Regions from separate parts of the Mus musculus genome. Here all the other regions are linked to region 1. Evidence: chromatin contacts called from public HiChIP or PLAC-seq and promoter capture Hi-C data. All regions are on one chromosome and are shown on one strand. Each heading gives the region's core, a stretch centred on a gene start, on an enhancer-like site or on the middle of the called end of the contact. The rest is flanking DNA. Distances are from core to core; before and after follow the strand shown. Region 1 holds the start of Ndufa1 (NADH:ubiquinone oxidoreductase subunit A1). Region 2 holds the start of Btg1b (BTG anti-proliferation factor 1B). Region 3 holds the start of Rhox9 (reproductive homeobox 9). Region 4 holds the start of Akap17b (A kinase (PRKA) anchor protein 17B).

Region 1 (2,869 bases), core at 227-2,726:
ATATATAAAGTTTGTATACCACACTAGTAAAAACCATGCAAAGTAAATGAGCCCTGTATGACCTTAGGCAAGGCATTACCAGAAGCCACCACAATTCTTTTAGTCATCTTACCTTGGACACATAGTAGCGATTGACTCCAGAGATACGTCTATCGCGTTCCATCAGATACCACTGGTACTGAACACGAGCAACTCGTTTTTCCTTTAAATAAAGGACAAGGCAGTTTATAAATATAAGTGACCCAGTAAAAAGATATACCCCACAATTTTTCTTAAATGACATACTAGAGGCTGAAGAGATAGCTCAGAGGGGAAGGGTACCTGCCTGCTATTCTTGGGTGCTCAACTGGCTTCCCAGCACCAAGTTGGTTGGATTTTATTTGGGGGGGGGAGGGGTCATAACTGCAAGTCCAGGAGAGATTCAATACCCTCTTCTACTCTTCATGGGTGCACACAGACAGCAGCAGACACATACATAGATAGTAAATCTTGACAAAGTTAAAACAAAAGCTAAATGACTAATACAAAGCCAAAATCTCCTAAATGAAACCAGACCATGATGGCAACTGACTTCTCAGCCTTCTCCCTTTTTGAGTTGGGGGAGGGGACCAACACCACTGATTTTTTTCCTTTATCCTCCTCCCCCTCTCAACTACTTCTTTTTTTTTTTTTTTTTTTTTGAGACGGGGCTTCACTGTAGTAGTACCAGCTTTCCTGGACTTGACTGCTCTTTGCTCCTGCAGTGGACTGGATTCGTGGCACCCACTTCTGCTGCCTCCTAGCCTCCTTTAACTACTAGTTCCAAGAGACCCGGGGACCTCTCTTGATCTCCGCGGGCTCCTGCACTCAAAGGCACAAATACATCCACCAAAATCAATTAAACAGTGTCCGCAAGGAGATGAACGATGGGAAGGAGCGGGGACATGACTAACACCTTTCTCCCTCTGCCTAGGAACCAGGGCCCAACTCTTGTCATCTACCTTGCTAACTGCCGAATAGATTTTGCCTTTTGGGCCACTCCTCCTCAGCCCTCAAACTGGCTATGTTTTACTAAAGTTAAAAGGTGGAATCCCAAGTCTCCGCGTTCAGGCAACATTAAGAGGAGGATCCCCCTTAGATGGCTTCTTCTTCACAGAGCGAAGGCGCATCCAAACGGCCACCGTCCCCCACCATAAATGGCCCCCGTCCCCCACCGTCCCCCACCCGCGGCCGAGTCGGCCGCCTTACCTTGCCCCCGTTGGTGAATTTGTGGATGTACGCAGTGGACACCCCGGGGATGACCAAGCACACCCCCATAATGGCGAGGCCAGGGAGAATCTCGAACCACATCTCCGCACCGTTACTCGCACGCCAACCCGTCACCGGCTCCTCAGAGGTGACCCGGCTTTACCTCTCTTCCGGCAGCACGCGGGAGGGGCGGTGCCCCGTACGGCTCCGGAGGAGGAAGCGACGGTGGCTGTGGGGGCCCAAAAGTGACTGGCGTTCGCGGTCCAGCAAGCGTTCCCGGACAGGATTCTTTCTGTCGTCCTACTCCTCCTATCTGATCCGCTGCATCAGAGACCACCACGGAGTGTGACGACGCGAAGCGGTCCCGGACGTCGCGGCAGTTTCAGAACTTGGGGATCTCTAAATGGCGGAGCAACTTTCTCCCGGGAATTCTACCCGTCAGGTGTGCACGTTCCTCTTCAAAAAGCCTGGGCGGAAAGGAGCGGCGGGCCGCCGAAAGCGCCGGCTCTGTGATGCAGGCTCCGGGGACAGCTGCAGCAGCAGTGATGAAGGCAGCTCTGTGGTCCGCCCGGAGAAGAAGCAAGCGACCCACAATCCGATGATCCAGAAGACGCGTGGCAGCGCTAAACAGAAGGCAACCTATGGCGGCTTGAGTAGCGAGGACGAGAATGAACCGGAGGGTCTCGGCGTCGTCTACAAGTCTACCCGTTCGGCAAAACCCGTGGGGCCCGAGGATATGGGGGCGACCGCCGTCTACGAACTGGACACTGAGAAGGATCGAGATGCACAGTCCATCTTTGAGCGGAGCCAGAAGATCCAGGAGGAGCTGAGGGGCAAGGAAGATGACAAGATCTATCGGGGAATCAATAATTATCAGAAGTACGTGAAGCCCAAGGATACATCCATGGGCAATGCTTCCTCCGGGATGGTGAGGAAAGGCCCTATCCGAGCTCCTGAGCATCTACGTGCCACCGTGCGCTGGGATTACCAGCCCGATATCTGTAAGGACTACAAGGAGACTGGTTTCTGCGGCTTCGGGGACAGCTGCAAATTCCTCCATGATCGTTCAGATTACAAGCACGGGTGGCAGATCGAACGTGAGCTTGATGAGGGTCGCTATGGTGTCTATGAGGACGAAAACTACGAAGTGGGAAGCGATGATGAGGAAATACCATTCAAGTGTTTCATCTGTCGCCAGACCTTCCAAAATCCAGTTGTCACCAAGTGTAGGCATTATTTCTGCGAGCGCTGTGCATTGCAGCATTTCCGTACCACCTCACGCTGCTATGTCTGTGACCAGCAGACCAATGGCGTCTTTAATCCAGCCAAAGAACTGATTGCTAAACTGGGAAAGCATCGAGCTGAAGCAGAGGGTGGTGTTTCTGATTCTCTAGAAGACATAGAGGAGAGTCCAGTTTCCATTATTTAGACTTTCCATAATTCTCAGTCTCAAAATAAATGTTTTGTTGTTTCTTAAAATCTTTTCTTTCTTTCTTTCTAAAGGGAAGTGGCAGAGAAGGTAGGCGATGGAGTAGGGCTCCAGAGGAAAAGCTTCAAGATAGGTATTATCTGGAATTCTAGACCTGAAATAACTTCCATGACTATAGCATAGGTCATGTGGATGGGAGAAGTTCATGAACAA
Region 2 (2,869 bases), core at 228-2,727, 830 kb after region 1:
CGGTGGGAAAGAGCAGGGTCAGGGTCAGGACCACTCACCTGGCTAAGGTGGTCTGTAGTCTGCCTGTACTAGTGAGATCACTTTGTACTCTAAGCACGTGCAGTGGGGCAAGGGTCTGGGCCATATAGGAGTCTTGGCTGGGCTGGGAGCCGCTTGAATGGGACTATGCCTGGGAATATGAGGAGAGTGATAGAGGCCAGGCTCTTCAAATCCCACAAACAAAAAGCACAGTTTTGGACTGTGGGGATGCCCTGGCATTGGAAGGCTCTTGGTTATGCACCAATCTGGGCTGATATGTGAGCTACCTAGGCACAAATTTGTCAATAGGATTCTTGATTCTATACATGGCTTGGTTGGGGTGGAGGTTATGTAACCCAAGGAAGGTCCAGGAATATTAGGACACCAACCAGTAGGGTAGGAGCTTGAGCTCTATTGAAACTGGGACAGGGAACATTCTGACTGATCCCAACTAGATCAGGAACTATGAAGATGACTTAGACAGGCAAGGATTGTATGGACACATAAGCCTAGGCTGATGTTCAGGCTATGTGGCACCATCTGGCATGGTAGCAAGACTGGTGTAGAAGATAAATTTCTTGATCATTCACCAGTCTTCATTGCTAGCCATGATTTATGACACTAGCTGAGTCTAGGAGTATGGTAATAATGTAGATCAGCAAGGTTCTGGGGAATTAAAAAAGGCTGTTACTGTGCAACATTGTGTGACAGTATGACCCAAACTAGCCCTGGGACTAAAGATTAAAAGGGAAGGCAAGCAAGGTTTTGATAACTTACTAGTCTCGTCGGGAGCCTGGGCTGCTTGACACCAGCTAGGCCAAAGACTCTAGAGGAATTCACAGTTGTGGGTCACATACCAACTATTTTCAACTGCTTGACCTGAACTAGGCCTGGGAGTCAGAGGAAAGTACTAGAGAGGGAGTCATGATTACTCAACAGGCTGGGGTGTTTGTTGCTCAGGCTCTAAGTGTATGCAACAGGAAGGTGGGGACACAAGGTACTCACTAGAATGGCTTAGTACATTGTCTTCCTGGGACTGTGTGTTGAATCACTTGTCTGAACAGTTGCAGAAGGGCAGGGGTCTGGGGAACTAACCAGACTTGGCTGGTCAGTGAACTGCTTGACCCAAACTCAAATCTGAGTGTCAGGATGATTCAGTAAGGTGGGCTCTTGATCCTACACTAGGTTATTTGGCTACCGTAAAGGCTGTTCAACCCAAGCTAGACCAGGGAGTATTAGGAGGATACCCCAGGATATCTTACTAAACTGAGATGGTGTCCATTCTGATTGACCCCAGTAGGCCAGGGAGTATGAAAATGGCTCTGGCTGACCTGGGAATTCACCATTGTGGGCTGCTGTACAGACTGTGTAACCCCAGCTGCACCTGGCAATATGAGAATAGATTCTTACTCACCAGTCTGGGCTGGTGCCAACCTGCTTAACATGAGTGTGGTAATGGATGAGGATGGGTGGGGTTCTGTGTACTCCTCCAGACTGAGCTGGTAGTCAGACCACCTCCTATTGTGAGATCATTGCTATTCTGACATAGTGGGGGAGGGGAGGGGGTCTGTGTAATCAGTCATGCTGGGGAAGGTGATGATGCTTCAGCCAAGCTAGCAATGTGACTAGAGAATAAGTTTAGAATTGTCACCTGTCAATCTTTCCATCAATTTTCCATTGAAGAATTCATGGCAAGAAATGAGGAATAGATCTTTCAGGATAGTTTTACAAGGACAGTTTTACTTTACTGATCCAGAATAGCACACAGATATTATCAAGCGATATGCTGCAGTTCTGTTATATTGTTGTTTATTTTGTTTGGGGGATTTTTGAGATAAGGTTTCTCTGTGTAGTCCTGGCTGTCCTGTAACTCACTCTGTAGAGCAGGCTGGCCTTGAACTCAAAGATCTGCTGAGTGCACATTATTAACTTTGTTTCAAGGACAAGAGAGAATGTCTTTTTTCAGGAAAAGGTATTGTCATAGTTCTCAAGAAGCATGTCTATGCAGGTGATCACTGTGAAGTGCAAGTCAAGGCACCGTAGGGCAGCATCAGTCAGCATCACAAGCCAATATAATAAATAATATAATAAATATAATATAATATAATATAATAATAATATAATATAATAAAACCTGGACTCCTATTTAAACCTGTGATTTTTTTTAAGCTATGCAAAGTGCAAGCCACGTAAGATCCAGGAGGAAGAGTCACAACATAATGAGAGAAAGTTTGCTAAATGGGGCTAGAATTAGAAGTACCATGTGGTCTTCATGTGATTTAACTCAAAAGAGGGTCAGTCCCTCTTCTGAAACCAGGGTGTTGTCCTCTCTTGCCAGCTTGTGGTTTGTGGTATGGCTGTATCAGTCCTGTTGGGATCCTGAGAAAGCCCACAGGAGAAAGCATACTGGTAGAGCCTCTGGTCCCACATCAGTGTTGACAATGATGCTGTGTTTCTATAGGTGTCAGTGGGGAATAAAGTATATGTTGCTTTTTTTCAATGTACTCCTGAACAAGCTAATACCTTATCCCCTGAGCATGCTTATATATTTGGTTTTGAGTCACAAATGAGCTTGTTCAATTATGGTTTATCCTTGGGAATACCTCAAAGAACTTCAATTTCCTGGAGTTGAAAAAAACACTTTTAGTAAAAAAGTCTTCATAGTCCTACCAGGATATCACATTAAGCTTCATTTAAATCATTCTACTGCTTTCCAAATCAAAAGTCCCCAGATCCTCATTCTTTCAAACAAAAACATGGTCAGGCCTATCACAGCAATACTCACTCCTGGTATCAACTTCTGTCTTAGTTAGGGTTTTACTACTGTGAATAGGCATCATGGCCAAGGCAA
Region 3 (2,869 bases), core at 275-2,774, 710 kb after region 1:
AATAGGTTTTGTTTTGTTTTTTCAGAACACTTACCTGCACATCAGATTCATCCACACCCATCCATCGTGCAAGATCCCTCCTAAAGAGAAAAAGTTCCAACATTTAGCCTTTCTGGTGGAAATCAATTGTGTAAGGACATGTCCGATTTGGTTTTATATGTTTGGGCCCACACTTGTGTGCTCATACACATTTACTTACAGTCACTATTCTTAACATTTACCTTAAACCTAGCTTTAGCAATGGGTTTCTTCCACAGACCAAATCTAAGGGTGTCCCCCAATACACAGATGTCTCTTTGGTGAACTGACAATGTAAAATCAGTGAAGAGAGCGTCTGGGATGAAAAGCACTAGCAACATTTTAACGCGAGTTGGAATCCCTCCTGCTCTTCCTAGCCACGCCCCAGACTTCTCACCCGTACTTCTGGAAACTCATTTACAACACTAAACATTGTCTAAATTTCCCAGTCTTGAACAGGGCAACAAAACATTTGTTTCCAGTCCGCATAGCTCCCACACCCCTACCCTGGGATCTAGTTGCAGGCTGACAGTTCTAATTGCAGGCGGAAGATCCTAATTGCAGGCGCCAGTCTGGGGCAGGTGCCATTATTTCTGGAGGGAATCAGAGGGCCAGGGAGAGCCAAAGGACACTCTGGACCCGATGCACTACCTATAAATGTGGCGCGAAGCACTGGCCATCTGCTTACCTTACTCGCAAGCTGGGGAAGCGATTCTCTTGGAAAAGGCGCTCCAGATCACGCAGCTGAGAGTGGGTGAACCTGGTGCGGCGGGTCCGCTGGTGAGCCAGATAGTTCCCAGCCTGTGGATTTCTCATGCCCTCAGGAATGGCTGCCTCTTGTTGCGGCGGTTGTTGATCTATGTTTTCGCCGCCTTCTTCCTGGATGTTGTCATCCTCGGGGCCAGAAGCACCATCACCAGCATGTCTTCCTTCCATTTCTCCTTCCTTGTTTTCTCCCTCCTCTTCTCCTCCAGTGGCTTCCTGAGCTGGACTCAATGGAGCAGGCTCTTCTTGAGCCTGCTCACCTCCAGCAACCTCGCCCTGAGCGCCTTCGCCCTGATCAAGCCCACCCTGAGCAAGCCCGCTCATAACAAGCTCTTTCTTGTCTATTCCTTCCTCTCCAGCCCCGGAGACCACTGCATTCCCACCTGAAAGACAGAAGGAAGATATAGAGATAAAGATCTGAGCATCATGGCCCAGGGATGCCTGGAAAGCCCGGAGAGGAAGCACAGGCAGGGGCTCTGTAACCGACCTGAAGTGCCTGTCCACTCTTCTTTCCACCCACCGTTTCTCCCCAAACTTTACCCAAGTCCAGTCAGAACCAGTTTACTCACCATGCTGTTCTTCCTTGTCCTCCTCGGCTCCCGGACTCGGAGGCTTTTGGATGCTTTGGCGGCTGTCTTGAGGAGTCTCCATAGCGAGAATCTCTGGATCCGACGCTGCTCCCGAAGAGGCTTCCAACGCTGTGTCCTCACAGTTCCGGAGCCTGAATATATATCTCTCTGCTCCGATCCTTGACCCGGAAGGGTTTTTCTTCTGGCGCCTCACCCAAATTATGGTCTGTCCGGAGAGGCGGTCTGTCCTGACTTCTCGCACAGTCGCAGTGGCTGTGGGCTTCTTCCCTGAGGCGCACAGGCAGAAGCAGTTCAGAGCTCCAAAGAGCAGAGTCCTTTTCAAAAGGAATGCAGCAACTGGGCGTGTACGGGTGCAGAACTCCTGGCTCTAAGGTGCTGCTTGGGGGACACCTGTATCCCTTGGGGGGCACCGGTATTCCTGAACGGTTCAAATTCCTTCACAAGGAGTAACACAAAGACCTCCTCAAGCTCAGCAGGCCTTTGAGCCCTGCTGAATAATTTTATTAAATTATGCAAATTCCCTTCAAAGCAAATGGCAAAGGCATACCAGTTAATAAAGTGGTACCAATTGAACTCTCTCACGTCTGGTCCACATCATGGTTTGCCCGGATGCACATACTCTTCACTGCCCCTTCTTTGGTTGTGGTGCCCTGAGTAGCCCTGTGTGGTGGCAAATATTCAGGAACTGCCAGGGTGACATCCTCCTGAGAGACTGTATCCCCAACATGGTTCAATCCCACCATCATCCACAAGTTTAATCTCATGGAGTGTTTGTGTGGGAAGAGACCTTTCTGTGCCTAGCTGTATTTGACCCAAGGTCCCGGGGTGTCCCAAGGACATTCGTGGCCTTCCAAGATCCACCTTGGCCACTGGCTCCAAAGCTGTTGTCTCACAGCCGTGAAGGTCAAAGGCATGTGTGTGGGGTAAACAATTCTGGATGCAAGTTTTACCAAGATAGAGATTGAGGAAAAATCAGAGAAGTTCCCCAGAGTTGATGGTGTCCCCCAAATTTAAAAATGTCATTGAGCTCTATCATCTAGTGGGTTTTGTTTGTAGTAGGATCATGGCTGGGCCTGGACAATGGCTGAGGTAATTGTTAGGATATGAGTTAGTTCTCTGAGGTGGCATAGGCTGAGACAGTGGGGAGTCCACGTGATCAGGCCCAGGCAGAAAAATGATCAAGCTCTGTTCTCCTATAGTCTGTGTAGTTAGGGTGGCTGAACCAATCCTCCCAGTCCCTGACCCCCCTCCCTACCTCTTTTTTTGTTTGTTTGTTTGTTCTCATGATACAGGGTTTCTCTGTATAGCCCTGGGCGTCCTGGAACTCACTTTGAAGGCCATGCTGGCCTCAAACTCAGAAATCCACCTGCCTCTGCCTCTCAAGTGCTGAGATTAAAGGCGTGTGCCACCACTGCCCGGCGCCTCCCCGCCTTTGGGTGATCTTATTTGACCCTGACTGTCTGCTCGCGGTTAGTCTCTGGGTGGCATTGCAGTGT
Region 4 (2,869 bases), core at 202-2,701, 550 kb before region 1:
AAAAAAAAAAAAAAGAAAAAGAAAAAAAAAAGAAAGAAATGTGTGGCTACCAGAATCTCACATGCTTTAAAAAAAATTTTCTTTTAAAAAACTGAATTTGAGAGATCCCCACTACATTTTCAGAATTGAAAAGGCATCCCTATCAATTATACTTCACAATCTTACAGTATTTCAACAGTATGAGGTTTCAAAGGTAGATCTGAGACAGGAAGAACATCAGGTAAAATGGGTACCATCTTTGAAACCCTGTGGGAAATAAAAAGACCCAGGTAGTCCCCATACTGCAATTCAGAGTTCCAGGGTTCCAATCAACACATGTTTAGAGTTAGTGACATTCAAAAGTGCTCAGGTAGTGACTGGTTTCATAAGCAGGTGATAAATGTAAAAATGGTACTAGTCCCAGTGACCAACATGCTCAGAGACAGCAGTATCCAAGACATGAGGCTCCCCAACTTGCTTTCTTCCCTGATACTTCTGCCCATCTACTCAAAGCTCAAGACTATGCATTCCAAAGGCTTAGAGGTTTACCCTGCTTTCTTGGGTCAAATTAGAAGCAGTTTAATTCCATCCACGGTAGGAACCTCACAAGGCCCTTGGTGGTCATCAGTGGGCAGAGGCAACGGACCCTGGGTAGTGGTTAACTGGAATGAATGTCACTGAAGCAGATTGAGAACCAGAGCCCTTGGCTTTTGCATACAGCAGGGAGGAGGGCATCCTTCAGCTTTCCTAAGCAATCTAGTACACCCTAAGGAAAAGCTTCCAGTGACCTCAGCTGCAGCAGCGGCCACAGCGCCCCCTAGTGCGGCACCAAGACCCAAGAGAGCAGCCGAATGGATCCAAGGGGGAAAGCCTAGGGGCATCTCTAGAAAACCTGGTTTCCACCTAGAGCAGGCCTGGCTACCTGGGTTCTCTCCAAAACCCCTCCCAAGTCCTCACTCAGGGTCCAACGCGGCCCTGCCTCCCAGGCACCCAAGACTCCGGTAGGCCAGGGCGGCCGGCCAACCGGGACGCAGAAGGACGCAGCCGCCTGGTCGATTCTCAGAAAGGGGGGGGGGGGTGTTATCGGGAGCCTCAGCAGCCGCTGTACCTTCACGCTTAGCTCCGCTGGGGTAGCGGAACCGCTACCGCTCCTGCCGCCGCCTCCCTCCAGCCGCCGCAGTGTCAAGGATCAACCCTCCTGGTCGCTCTCTTCCACCGCCGCGGGCGAGGCCAGCTGTTGAATGGCTCAGGTCGCGACACAGAGTCGTCCTCGCCGCATCCGAGAAGGCGACGCAGGCGCGCGCGCTCGTGCCAACGCCCCGAGCGCCCCTCGCCCCGCTGCAGGCCCCGTGAGCTTCCAGGTGGCTGCCTCCTGATTCCTGGCTGGGGGCTACAGGGTGCAGGTTTGCACGCCTGCCTGCTCCAATCCCTTGGTGGGCTCCAGCGGACCAATTGACTCCCCTCGAGAGCTCCGCCCCCTTCGCTGCCATCCCTTGACTTGCCGGCAGAACCAATGGCAACCACCGACTAGACCCGCCCCTAGGATTTCCCCAGGGCCAATCGCCTTCTCCCGAGCAAGCATTAAAGTAACCCCGCCCCTCCTGTACAGCCAAGCAAGGGCCAAAGTTAATTCCATTGCAAGGTTCTAACTAGCTCAAGGTTTTGTCCAGTTTACTCACCGCCCACCCCACTGCCTAATTATGTGATTTAGAGACTGCAGACACCACCAACACCCACCCACTACACACACACACACACACACACACACACACACACACACACACACACACACACACACACAGAGAGAGAGAGAGAGAGAGAGAGAGAGAGAGAGAGACAGAGAGAGAGAGAGAGAGAGAGAGAGAGAGAGAGAGAGAGAGAACAGTGCTACAGGCCTTTAATCCCAGCACAGACAGAGGCAGGCGGATCTATGAGTTCAAGGCCAGCCTGGTCTACAGAGTGAGTTCCAGGACAACCAGGGCTACACAGAGAAACCCTGTCTCGATAAAGAACAAGCACAAGAAAAGAAAGAGAGCCAAGACTGGGGGAGGGGGATGCAAGCATGAGGACCCAGCTCAGATCTGTAGCAAGGGTGTAAAAGTTGGAATGTGGTAGGGTGAGTTTGCAATTCCCATTGCAAAGGGAATGGGAATTAGGCCAGAGGTGGTGATACTGTGTGGCTTTCTGGACCTTGCTGGTCAGCCAGGCTAGCTAGGCAATTGGTGAGTTTCAGGTTCAGTGAGAGACCCCGTCTCACAAAATAAGGAACAAAGCAATCAAGAAGACACCCGATGTTGACCTGTAGCCTCCACACACTTGTGGACACATACACATTTTTTACAAGAGAAAAAAACATCACGGAGAGACTTACCCACCGTCATAGCTGAGAACTAGCCACTCTCTTGACCAGATCTTCCCCATCAAGAAGTCAGCAAGAACCTAGGAGAACACTCACTGGTTGTGGGTTTATTTTCTTCTTGTCCAGTATCCAGTACAGGAGCTTAGACCCTGTATGCTGGGAAACTTCCAGGAACCAGGCACCAAGACTCCCTGACTCTGCGATGGTCACTTTGGTCTCTGGCCTTCTAGCCTGAGGATAAGCAAAGGTAGCCTTGCCTCTCCTTCTCCATGGTTTTCTAACAATTTAAAGACCATTCTCCTGGCCCACTGTTCCAGGCTCTGATGTTCAAAGACACAAATTGAGGGTCTTCTCTGAATGTAAGCCAATTGCCTTAAATCTTTTGAAAACAGACACCAGGAACTAAGTGTCCCTTCCAACCCTTGCCCAGATGACATTTCTTTGAGTTCATCAACATGGAATTCACTTTCTCAGATGACAAATCACAAAGTTGACACTTAAGAGATTTACTGTCAACTCCTTCCCTGGGGA

Evidence for each region. Promoter capture Hi-C pulls out the DNA fragments that hold promoters and counts their contacts. HiChIP or PLAC-seq counts read pairs in DNA pulled down with a chosen protein or histone mark.
Region 2: a contact with region 1 is called in an H3K4me3 HiChIP or PLAC-seq map of stem cell-derived neural progenitor cells, with 6 times the contacts expected there. The contact joins the promoter of Btg1b here to the promoter of Ndufa1 in region 1. A contact is called at or near these places in 1 of 39 promoter capture datasets (cranial neural crest) and 2 of 115 datasets of contacts at active chromatin or transcription factors (embryonic stem cells and stem cell-derived neural progenitor cells).
Region 3: a contact with region 1 is called in an H3K4me3 HiChIP or PLAC-seq map of stem cell-derived neural progenitor cells, with 8 times the contacts expected there. The contact joins the promoter of Rhox9 here to the promoter of Ndufa1 in region 1. A contact is called at or near these places in 1 of 39 promoter capture datasets (embryonic stem cells), 2 of 484 Hi-C or Micro-C datasets (both in embryonic stem cells) and 2 of 115 datasets of contacts at active chromatin or transcription factors (embryonic stem cells and stem cell-derived neural progenitor cells).
Region 4: a promoter capture Hi-C map of erythroid cells shows a contact between it and region 1, with 30 times the contacts expected there. The contact joins the promoter of Akap17b here to the promoter of Ndufa1 in region 1. A contact is called at or near these places in 3 of 39 promoter capture datasets (erythroid cells, liver and pre-B cells) and 2 of 484 Hi-C or Micro-C datasets (embryonic stem cells and uterus).

The regions. Positions count from the first base shown.
Region 1 is chrX:37,189,762-37,192,630 of GRCm38.p6, forward strand. Ndufa1 (NADH:ubiquinone oxidoreductase subunit A1) reads right to left here and starts at 1,477. Exons shown (of 3, transcript NM_019443.2): 1 at 1,228-1,477; 2 at 113-202. The coding sequence starts at 1,329. Rnf113a1 (ring finger protein 113A1) reads left to right here and starts at 1,461. Exons shown (of 1, transcript NM_153503.2): 1 at 1,461-2,706. The coding sequence starts at 1,631. The coding sequence ends at 2,656.
Region 2 is chrX:38,017,338-38,020,206 of GRCm38.p6, forward strand. Btg1b (BTG anti-proliferation factor 1B) reads right to left here and starts at 1,478. Exons shown (of 5, transcript NM_001243943.1): 1 at 1,433-1,478; 2 at 796-844.
Region 3 is chrX:37,900,246-37,903,114 of GRCm38.p6, forward strand. It overlaps Rhox9 (reproductive homeobox 9), which reads right to left and starts at 1,525. Exons shown (of 4, transcript NM_023894.1): 1 at 1,353-1,525; 2 at 707-1,166; 3 at 35-80. The coding sequence starts at 1,434.
Region 4 is chrX:36,643,963-36,646,831 of GRCm38.p6, forward strand. It overlaps Akap17b (A kinase (PRKA) anchor protein 17B), which reads right to left and starts at 1,452. Exons shown (of 7, transcript NM_001081956.1): 1 at 1,088-1,452.